Linked DNA regions of Ovis aries: regions 1 and 3 are each linked to region 2. The links are chromatin contacts, called in public Hi-C maps. All regions are on one chromosome and are shown on one strand. The core of a region is the stretch at or near the end of the contact, and the rest is flanking DNA. Distances in the headings are between cores, read along the strand shown.

What was found. A called contact is a pair of places that touch in the nucleus more often than the background predicts.
Region 1: a contact with region 2 is called in a Hi-C map of hypothalamus, with 3 times the contacts expected there. The contact joins two enhancer-like sites. A contact is called at or near these places in 6 of 16 Hi-C or Micro-C datasets (hypothalamus, liver, muscle and 3 more).
Region 3: a contact with region 2 is called in a Hi-C map of hypothalamus, with 2.8 times the contacts expected there. The contact joins the promoter of LOC114110461 here to the enhancer-like site in region 2. A contact is called at or near these places in 6 of 16 Hi-C or Micro-C datasets (blood, hypothalamus, liver and 2 more).

The regions. Positions count from the first base shown.
Region 1 is chr23:2,610,210-2,613,299 of ARS-UI_Ramb_v3.0, forward strand. No RefSeq gene overlaps it. Among named protein-coding and RNA genes, the nearest start is that of ZNF236, 13 kb to the left of the region's middle. Within about 2 kb of position 1,407, at least 11 of the 54 cell types and tissues checked have an H3K27ac peak or open chromatin away from gene starts, as enhancers often do. A contact at or near this core is called in hypothalamus, where this site is marked.
Region 2 is chr23:2,811,334-2,814,397 of ARS-UI_Ramb_v3.0, forward strand. All of the region lies in intron 2 of ZNF516 (zinc finger protein 516), which reads left to right. Among named protein-coding and RNA genes, the nearest start is that of ZNF516, 72 kb to the left of the region's middle. Within about 2 kb of position 1,323, at least 9 of the 54 cell types and tissues checked have an H3K27ac peak or open chromatin away from gene starts, as enhancers often do. A contact at or near this core is called in hypothalamus, where this site is marked.
Region 3 is chr23:2,667,197-2,670,205 of ARS-UI_Ramb_v3.0, forward strand. It overlaps LOC114110461 (collagen alpha-1(I) chain-like), which reads left to right and starts at 1,745. Exons shown (of 3, transcript XR_003586716.3): 1 at 1,745-1,930.

The DNA of each region.
Region 1 (3,090 bases), core at 157-2,656, 200 kb before region 2:
CTTAGATTATATTGATTTCTTAGTTTTCAAATACCTTAGTCCATTCAGGTTGCTATAACAGTACCACAGGCTGCGTGTCACATGAACAGCAGACATCTCTCTCTCATGGCTCGAGGCTGGGAGCCTAAGGTCAGGTGCTAGCATGGCTGGGCTCTGGGGAGGCTCTCGTCTGAGTTGCAGATGGCCGCCTTCCTGCTGAGTCCTCATGCAAGAGAATAACACAGGCACTAATCCCACCACAAGTGCTCCACATTCATGACTGAATCACCTCCAAAAAGCCTCACCTCCTAACACCATCATATGGGGAGTTAGCTTCCAACCCATGAACTTGGGGGAGGGACATACATGTTCAGGCCATGTGCTAAGTCACTTTAGTCGTTTCTGACTATTTGCGACCCCATGGGTTGTATCCTCTGTTCATGCGAGAATACTGAAGTGGGTTGCCATTTCTTCCTCCAGGGGATCTTCCCGACCCAGGGATCAAACCTGAATCTCATGTCTCCTACATTGGCAGGTGGGTTCTTTACCACTGAGCCACCAGGTCCCCCCATGTTGCTGCAGATGGCATTCTTTAACTTTTTTTTTATGACTGAGTAATATTCCATTGCATATATATGCCACATCTTTTAATATAAAGCAAGTGATTGCTAGTGTTCTCTCTAGTTTTAACACTTTTATGATTCAAAAATTCTTGAGGCTTACCTTTAGGTCACAGGAAATTGCTACATTAAAAAGCCTGCAAAAGTCACAGGATATGTCTGACATTTTCCCACAAAAGGAAGGAAATTGAAGCTTTCGCTTTATCCTCAGCTAAGATCTGAAACAAACAGCAAAGTTGTAGGTAGAGAATCATAAACCCACCCAAGGAGATTGTGACAACCGTGTGAGGAGCATGTTGTGTGCTGGTGTCTGGCTGAACACATTTAACGAGAAGTGAATATGAGTAAAACACGATGAAAAATATCAACAAAAACTTCAGTCTAGAGTGAGACAACTGCCATCACTTCAGATCAGTAACAGCAACAACCCAGGGGTGACCTGGGAGTGTGGCCTCTGGAGCATAAATCACGCCCCAGAAAGTGTGGCCCACTTGCACTCCCACCCCAGCGCAGCCGCAAGCCTGCTTCCCGAAGCTTCAGGAACAGCCGCACCACCACCTCAGAGAGAGCTGTCCTCACCACCGGATATCACAGCCCGCGGGGCGCAGGTCACCATGTTCTCATTCCACATTTCTTTGGCAGCTAGTGAGGCCGGACTTCTATTTACTCACTGTCCTTTCCAGTTTGTCTTTTGTGAACACTTGTTTGGATCTCTGGCCATTTTCTGTGGGGGCAGAGTCACAGGGCTTCCTCCTTCTAGTTGATCTGAAGGGTATTTTATATGTTTATGAGAACACCACTAGAGTGGTTAATCAGTACCTCCTTCCCCGCACTCCATGGTCCGTGACTGTGCACTTGGCAGGACACGTCTGGCCCCTGGAGGACGCTGGGCCCAGCACCCTCGCTCTGGGAGCTGCCGTGCGGGGCACGTGTACCTGTGAGCTCCGGGGGCTGCAGGGCCAACACGAGGCGGGGGGCGCTCCGGACAGACGCCCCTCACTGCCCGCAGCTCCCACTCATCTTCCCCAGCACACAAAGAGCGCGAAGACGTCTTCTGGGTTAACAAGCCACACATTATGCTTCCAGAATTATTTGACATTTCGACTGCCCTGAAGTGTGAAAGGCCCTCATTGTGTCCGGACTCACATGTGCCATGACCCGCATGGGGTCCTGGTTAGACGCCTGCTTCTCCATCCTGACAGCACAAGCGCTGTCCTCTGCGAGTTTGAGGACAATGTTCCAGTTATACGCCCAGAAAAGAGCAATGTGTGCCCAGGAATCAACTCACTGGATCACTAACCTCCTACATCCTCTTTAGAGCCTGAAGGAAGATTCCTCAAAGGCGTCTTTCCCCACCCCTGTGAGAGCATGGGTGGGCAGACGGAGCGCCGAGCCGAGCAGGAAGAGAAAGGGAAGGGTGGAGGCCTGAGAACATGCCACCCCCCACCCCCCACCCCCCGGAGGCCGACATGGGACCCCCTCAAAAGACAAAGCCATAAATGTTCATTTCCACCCAAGTCGTTTTTATCACATCCTGATGAAGAGCTATTTGGCAGAAACACTTGTTATCGTTCAAGGTCTTAAGGATGTGGCCGCATCCTTGGAACGCGCTTCACGGGGACACCTGTCTGCCCGGGTGTACCCCCTTCTGCAGGTGGTTCCTTCTCCCCTGTGTCAAAGTGTCCTTGGCATTTTACTCCTCCTTCTTGTTTCGACCACTTCACTGAGCCAAACAGGAAAGAATGTAGTTTGCTCGTTACACTAATCCGGCCTTGGGTGAAAGGGTCTCCAGAGAAGACACCTGAGGGGTGGGTGGGACTGAGGATGCTGTGGGAGGAGACACTGGTGTCGGCGGGGGTGGCGTTCCAGTTGTGGGTGCAGGACCTGGGGAGGCGCGGTGGCAGGGCAGCATTCTCTCCCCACCGCACCCAGAGCTTCCAGTGCCCTGTCGTGACTGGAGCACAAAGGTGTAACTGGGAAGGGCATGCTGATGAGGTCTGGCTCACCCAGGCACACAGCCAAGGGGGACCCAAGATTCTAAGCCACTCGCCCCCTCCCACAGAGGTATGGAGACTGCTGACCCTCCACCTCGAGGAGTGCTCGGCTCTCTTAGGTCACTGCAGAAGTCGGGCTGGCACCCATGTGCTTCAGCATCTTCCTGACTCTGGATGCCTTTGTATATTTGTATATTTTCTCTTACTTTCCAAGCAAGAGTAAACAGGAGCAGAGAGGATCCTGTATCAGCTATCCCCTCGCTGGTCTGCACGTCTCCAGAAAAGGCCAGGGCACATGCCTGTTTCTTCCTCCCTAAGATCCTGGTGTTTTGGAAGCAGAAATTTTTTTTTAATATATTCTGGATATTAATTCCTTATCAGGTATATGATTTGCAAATATTTTTTTCTCTCATTCTGTAGGTTTTCATTTCATTTTCTTAATAATGTCCTTTTGTTGTACAAGTTTTTAATTCTAAACGTCTAATTTATCTAGTTTT
Region 2 (3,064 bases), core at 73-2,572:
TCCTGGAAAACAATCACAGAAATACGATATTGCGACTCCTTCTTAAAATAGAAATATGACTAAAGGGCTGAGAAAATAAACATTAGTAAGTGGGGCTTTCCCGAGATTGTTCTGTGCGGCATCGGTCCATTGGGGCTGTCATTCTTCGTCTAGATTTTTAAGTAACTGGATAAATTGAAGGGGAGCTTATATAAGTCAAGGGGAAACCCAAAGATATGTATGCAAGAAAGGGGAATATAGTCATTTCCTCTACTTAAAAAGGGGAGAAAATGAAAGCTAAGGTGTGGTACATGAAGAATAAATGTATATATACCTTGACTTTGCATTTTAATTACAAAGTTTAACTACAACCCATTATACTGCAGCCTGCTTGAGAGTCCAGAAACAGTTTAGTGATGTGACTTGGAAAGATTTGGTGCAAATACTAAGTAAAATATAAACTAATTCTTTCCACTCAGTGTCTCTGGTGGGCTGAAACATTTGAAATTTATTATTTATAAAGTAGCTTGAACCCCTCGTGTGAGCAATACAGAAAGTCTCTATTTTGTATTCACACGTGTGTAACCATCAAAGGCTCCAGGACCCCGGTACCCAGCTTCTGGTGGGGATGAGACGACTTGGCAGACAAGCCGGCGCTGCTCAGTTAGCATCCCTGTGGCTCCCTCTGTGGGGTCAGGCTCTGAATTCACAGGTAACCCCGTGTGAGGCCAGGACCACCCTTGTACACGTTGGCTGGAGCCCTAAGAGAAAAGATGAGGAATGAGCCAGGAAGGGGTGTTTCCTGCATACAGTCAGGTTCATGAAATAATAAAATTTTCACTTTGCGGGTGTGTAGGTGACGAGTCCTGCCAAGTGCTGCTCGGAAACGGTCCCCGGACCATGCAGCCCCCGCCCCCAATTCTGAGTGCACATTCAGCAGCACTCCAGGAGTGAAAAGAATTTTGATGTTGATGTAGACAGCGGTTCTGTGGGTGGAAAGGCGTGAAAAAGTCAGGCCCCGTCATGTCTGTGTTGGGCCAGATCCGCTGTGAGGTGCCGCTTTTCTGTGCATTTCTGTCCAGAAACTGGACGTTTGACAGTGCTGCCTTACAGTCTGAGCCCCACAGTCCAATGCGGTAGGTCCGTCATTTTAGGTAAGTTAATTTTAGCCAGATCATTCAAGTGCATCACTGGTTTAAAGCCTTGCACATTTTCCCTGAAAATACTGGTGAACTTACTTTAAGACCTTTGGATGAACCCCTTTTATCCATTTCAGGTACGTTCTGTACTTTGAGGAGAAAACTGCGTGACTGTACTGATGCACACTCTAAGCTCTCCGCGTCCCTGCTTGGCTCGCTGGACCTGAATATTCTGTTTAAAGGTCGATGCCGCCTTGGCCCCTTCTGAAAGCCAGGCCGCGCGCGGAGCGCGGGGAGCGCGCGCCCTCTGCTGGCCAGGCCCCCGCACGGCGCCGGAAGCCGCGCCCCTCCCCCGCGGCCGGCGCCGGGCCCCGCGGGCTTTGTTCTGCGGGTCGGCGTGTGTCCGGCGTTGCATCGGAAGGCGGGGCCGAGAAATAGCCCTGGTTTCCTAAAGACCGTCATTATAGTTCTTTCGTAAATGCATAGAATGCGGGTCTTGTATTCTGGGATAGTTAAGTAGCAGAAGAACTTTCCAACCACGCAACTGCTAGTGTGTATCCGCAGTCCCTGTTAGATGTTGGAGGTTTGCAGGCCCCTTCTCTTCTGCAGTCTTGATCCGACCTGGCTCTCTTAAAACGCAAAGGGTGCAGGACACAGGTGGTTTGAGTGGGGTGGGTTCCTTGTAGAGGTGGAAGGGCAGTTCCGGACGCCCTGTCCTTAAGGACGCTTTGGGGAACAAGCTTCCCATGCGAGGCTCCCCTGGGCTCCTTCCTCTCCCTCAGGGACAGTTTAAAATCTGAAGTGATGGAAACACCTTCTTTCGCCAGTTCCTTCAACTTTAACATGCTTCCTTATGGTAATGGACTTACTTTCTATTCGCCTTTGTAAAGTGGAAATATTCAGTATTCTTAAGAGCGTGGGTTTTAAAGTTTTGTTTTGCGGTTTCTTTTTATTTTTACATTTGATGGCTGCTGCTGCTGCTGCTGCTGCGTCGCTTCAGTCCTGTCAGACTCTGTGCGACCCCATAGACCTTTGTCAAATGGACAGCTTATAGTTTCCTGTTAGGATTTGGGGTTGAAGGAGGGTGTATAAGGTACATTAGCCATGAAAATGTTAATGGACTTGAATTCTGTTCGCTTCCGCATAGATTTGATCTTTTCAAAAATACATATTTTTGAAAATATGGCCCGAGTGCCATATGGGTATGGTTGTGTCAGTGAGGAAGCAGTAAGTTTTGATTTCTAGAATGTGACTGTTTTATGGCGGGACACACTGCTGTCCATTAACTGGAAGCTTGGGTGGACACGCGAGATAGTTGATCAACCTCTGAAACGCTGACTCTCTAATCTCTGAACAGGAATGTTCTTACGAAAGTTATTTCCCAGATTGCAAGTGTTAACTTTTCTTTTGGCCCCTGGTTCCTTGGTTTAGTCAGAAGTCCTGTATTTAATCTGCAGCTTTTTTTCTTCAGAAATCAAAATCTGGCTTCCAGAGTGCTAAGATATTTATTGAATACATGTTTTTCCATAAACGCAAGTAAGTTACAGTTTCGCGAGTTATTTATGTGAATAGATTAATTACTGAAAATGAAAACTTGCCCGCTGCATTCAGTCAGCAGAAAAAGGAGCAGGAACAATGTAGGGAATAAAATATTTGTGTATAAAATATTTAAGCCTGATTATTCACTTGTCATTGTTCTAGTCCTGTCTGATTTCCTTATCCCTGAGACCTTATTATTAATATTATTATTGTTGTTCACATTGCATGTGTAATGAGTGAGAACCCTTTGAGAAAGCATGCTTGTCTTAAAGAGACACTTGTCTGACTGTAGGACCAAATCGTCCTGGAGAAATACTGGGCCATCAGAAGTGGTTTCTGCGCTGTTCGCTGTGGAAACAAAGCCTGTGCTTTTACAAAGGGCAGTGAGGCTGAGCTGGGACTTTGGC
Region 3 (3,009 bases), core at 495-2,994, 140 kb before region 2:
GGATCAGGTTGTTGGTCTTGTTCCAAGACCTTCCAGAATAATAATAGTTAAAAACACAAAGAGTAAAATGTATATAAAAATGCAGCAACACACAGGTTAAGGTTTTCCCGCAGACATGTACTAAGTGGATTATTCTGGAAACTTAGCCCCCCACTGAATCTATTTCATAGAAAAACATAAGATGTTTACAGAGTCCTCCTACATTTCCCAGGGACTTAAATTTCAAATCACACCGTGCTGTTTTTAAGCCCTGAGGTCAAGCAGGAAGAGATTTCTTTTATGTTGGAAAGGAATCAAGGGATTCGAGCATATTTTAGCTCATCTTTCATTTCCAAGCACTCCTTAGACATTAATAAGTGTAATCCCCTAATTTGGCAAAGAAACCCAGCCCCCTTGATATCGGGCCTTTGCCTGGGCTTGAACAAAAAGGGCAAGACTGCCCCAAATTCAGGAGAGGCCGCGACTCCCCCAAACCTTTGACCACCCTCGTTCCCCAAATTACAACTTTTCAGTTAGGAAATTAAAGAAAAGAAAAATATTTAAAATGCAATCATAAGTGTGTCTATGCATCATTAAGGATGGACCTTTTTCTTGTCACTTTCCAAACTTTAAATGCGAATTTTTCTTATAACTGCTAGATTTCATTCTTCTGGGAAAAAAAAGGGGAGCGCTTTAAGAACCAGAAAACGAGGCTTCCACCTAATACTAATTTTCTTCTTAGTTATAAAGGCTATTGTTTGTTTGAACAAAGAGAAATAGGAGCTATTAGCAGCTGTTTACATTATAGGAATCAGGGCACAGAGGGGGGAGGGGAGGGAACCTTGCTCACTAATGAGCCGGGGACAGGGTTTACTTGTAAACTGTAGGCCCCGAAAGGAAAGCGGCCACTCACATCTTCTAGTCCTTCCGTCCAAACAATATGCTGTATTGATCATTATTGTTAAACGCCACCAACATATTTTAGATAGATTAGGTTTAGCGTTCGAATTTAGATTAAACAAGCAGAGTCTGATTTTCAAAACCAAAACCAACATAGCACCCTAGAACTCTGGGAGCAGGTTTGTATAGAAACACCCTGGAGCCAGGCTGAGCACCCAGGGCAGCCACGTGGGGGTCTCCACCGCCCAAGGAAGCCTGGCTTCTCAGGAGGGGCCGCAAAACAGGCCCTCAATAAATATTTATAGAACAAATGAGTGAATGAATTTCACTTGAATTAAACATGACTCGTCCACGTCTGGCATAATTCCCTTTCATTCTAGCGAACGGAAGCCTGGCTGAGAGCAGGGAAGTTCCCTGAGCTGCCCAGCTGCCTGGGGGCTTTTCCGGCTTGGGCCAGGGCAGGAGGAAGCCCCAGCTAACTCATAGTCACTCCTCAGAATACTTTTACTAAGGGGAAAAAGTCACCAACGATGATATCCAGTGACAAGCTTCTGCCACCCACCCATCCTGTGTTCCGCCTGGCCATGCCCTGTTTCAGTCTCAGGACACATGCGACCCAAGTCAGAATTTTTTTTCTTTTAATCTTTGGGGAAGAAACAGAAAAGGAGGAGAAAGCAGAGTAACAAGTGCAGATTAAATATGAGGCAGGTCCAGGCTTTTAATACCACTGTGTTTAACTCACCAGATAATCAGAGCATTAAATGCAGGCATAATTTGTCAGCAAGCTCCCTCCATTGTTCCCTGAAGCATGCGGGGTGGGGGGGTGGGGTGTGGACTAATTCAATTCACGTGGGAATAGGTGTTTATATCCACGAGTCCTAATGGAAAGGCACACCATTTTCAAACTGGAACAAATAAATCATAATGCCCTTTGCCACTAAAACCGGGGACCTTGCGATGCCTCTCTCTCGGTGGACGAGCTACATTTGGAAGGACGTTTTCTTCAGCCTGGAAATCTCTACTTGCTGGCTACTGCAGCAAGTCCCAGAAGGTTAGTTTTTGAAGAAGTCTCTAGGAGACGCGGATTCTGCTCTCTGCCTCTCCCTCACGACTTTACCTTTTTTTTTTTTTTTTTCCCCTAAGAGACTTTCATTTGCTGCTTCTAGAAAGCCAGGTGCATGGCAGTCCACCTCTCCAGGCGGAATCCTGTTTCATGGTGGAGCACCCGTGGCGTGCGGGCTGCGGCACCGGCAGCAGAGGAGGGCTTAGGGGAGGAGGGGCCGCCGCCTGGGGACCCGCGGTCGAGCCCCCGGCCCACCTCTTAGGGCAACCCTGAGCTAGGAGGGAGTCGGCTTTTCCACGACACGCACTGACCAATCCTTCAGAGATTTAAAAAATCCCTTCTGTGAGCCCAGCCTTCCCCGTGGCCGCCCAGAACAAGCGAGTTCCCAGGATTTGGGGTTCCAGAAGCTCCGGGAAAACTGCGTTTGCACAAAATGGGGGCGTGAAGGGGGAGGGGAGAGGGAGAGGGGGAGGGGGAGGGGGAGGGAGGGGGGGGGGGAGGGAGGGCTCTCGGAGTGCCTGTTTCCCACGGTTTACAAACAGTCTGGGGTTGCTCTTAGCCCTTGTGCTTGCTTTTAAAAGTGAGGCAGTGGCATTTTGCATTTAATCCAGGCCAAAGCTCTTTGGTATAGTTACTTAAAAGGTTTTCAAGTGGCCAGGACTGCGCAGCTTGGATCCCATCTTTGCAAAGGTTATATGAGTCCGTTTTCTAGAAAGCCTTTGTGGGCCCAAGCACAGGCCTCTGTCCTCCAGAAAAGGAGCGGGGGTTTAAGCAGGGTTCTCCCAGCCCACCCACCCCGCCCCGTCTGTGCGCCCTGCGGTCGATCCGCGAGGCCTGCGGGCCCTGCGGGGCTGTGGGCACTCGCTTGTAGCATCCGGATGGAGGCGGAACCACCTCCGTCCGCGTGGCCGCGGCCTCCCAAGAAACCGGAGCAGGATCCGGAGCAGGTCAAGGAGGCGCGGCCCAGACCCGCCAGCAGGGGACGCCGCGGGCCCTGTCGAAACAAAGGCTCGCGGCCGGGAGCCGGGAAGTGGGGGCGGCGCCCGGGGTCGAGGGGGGCGGGTCTC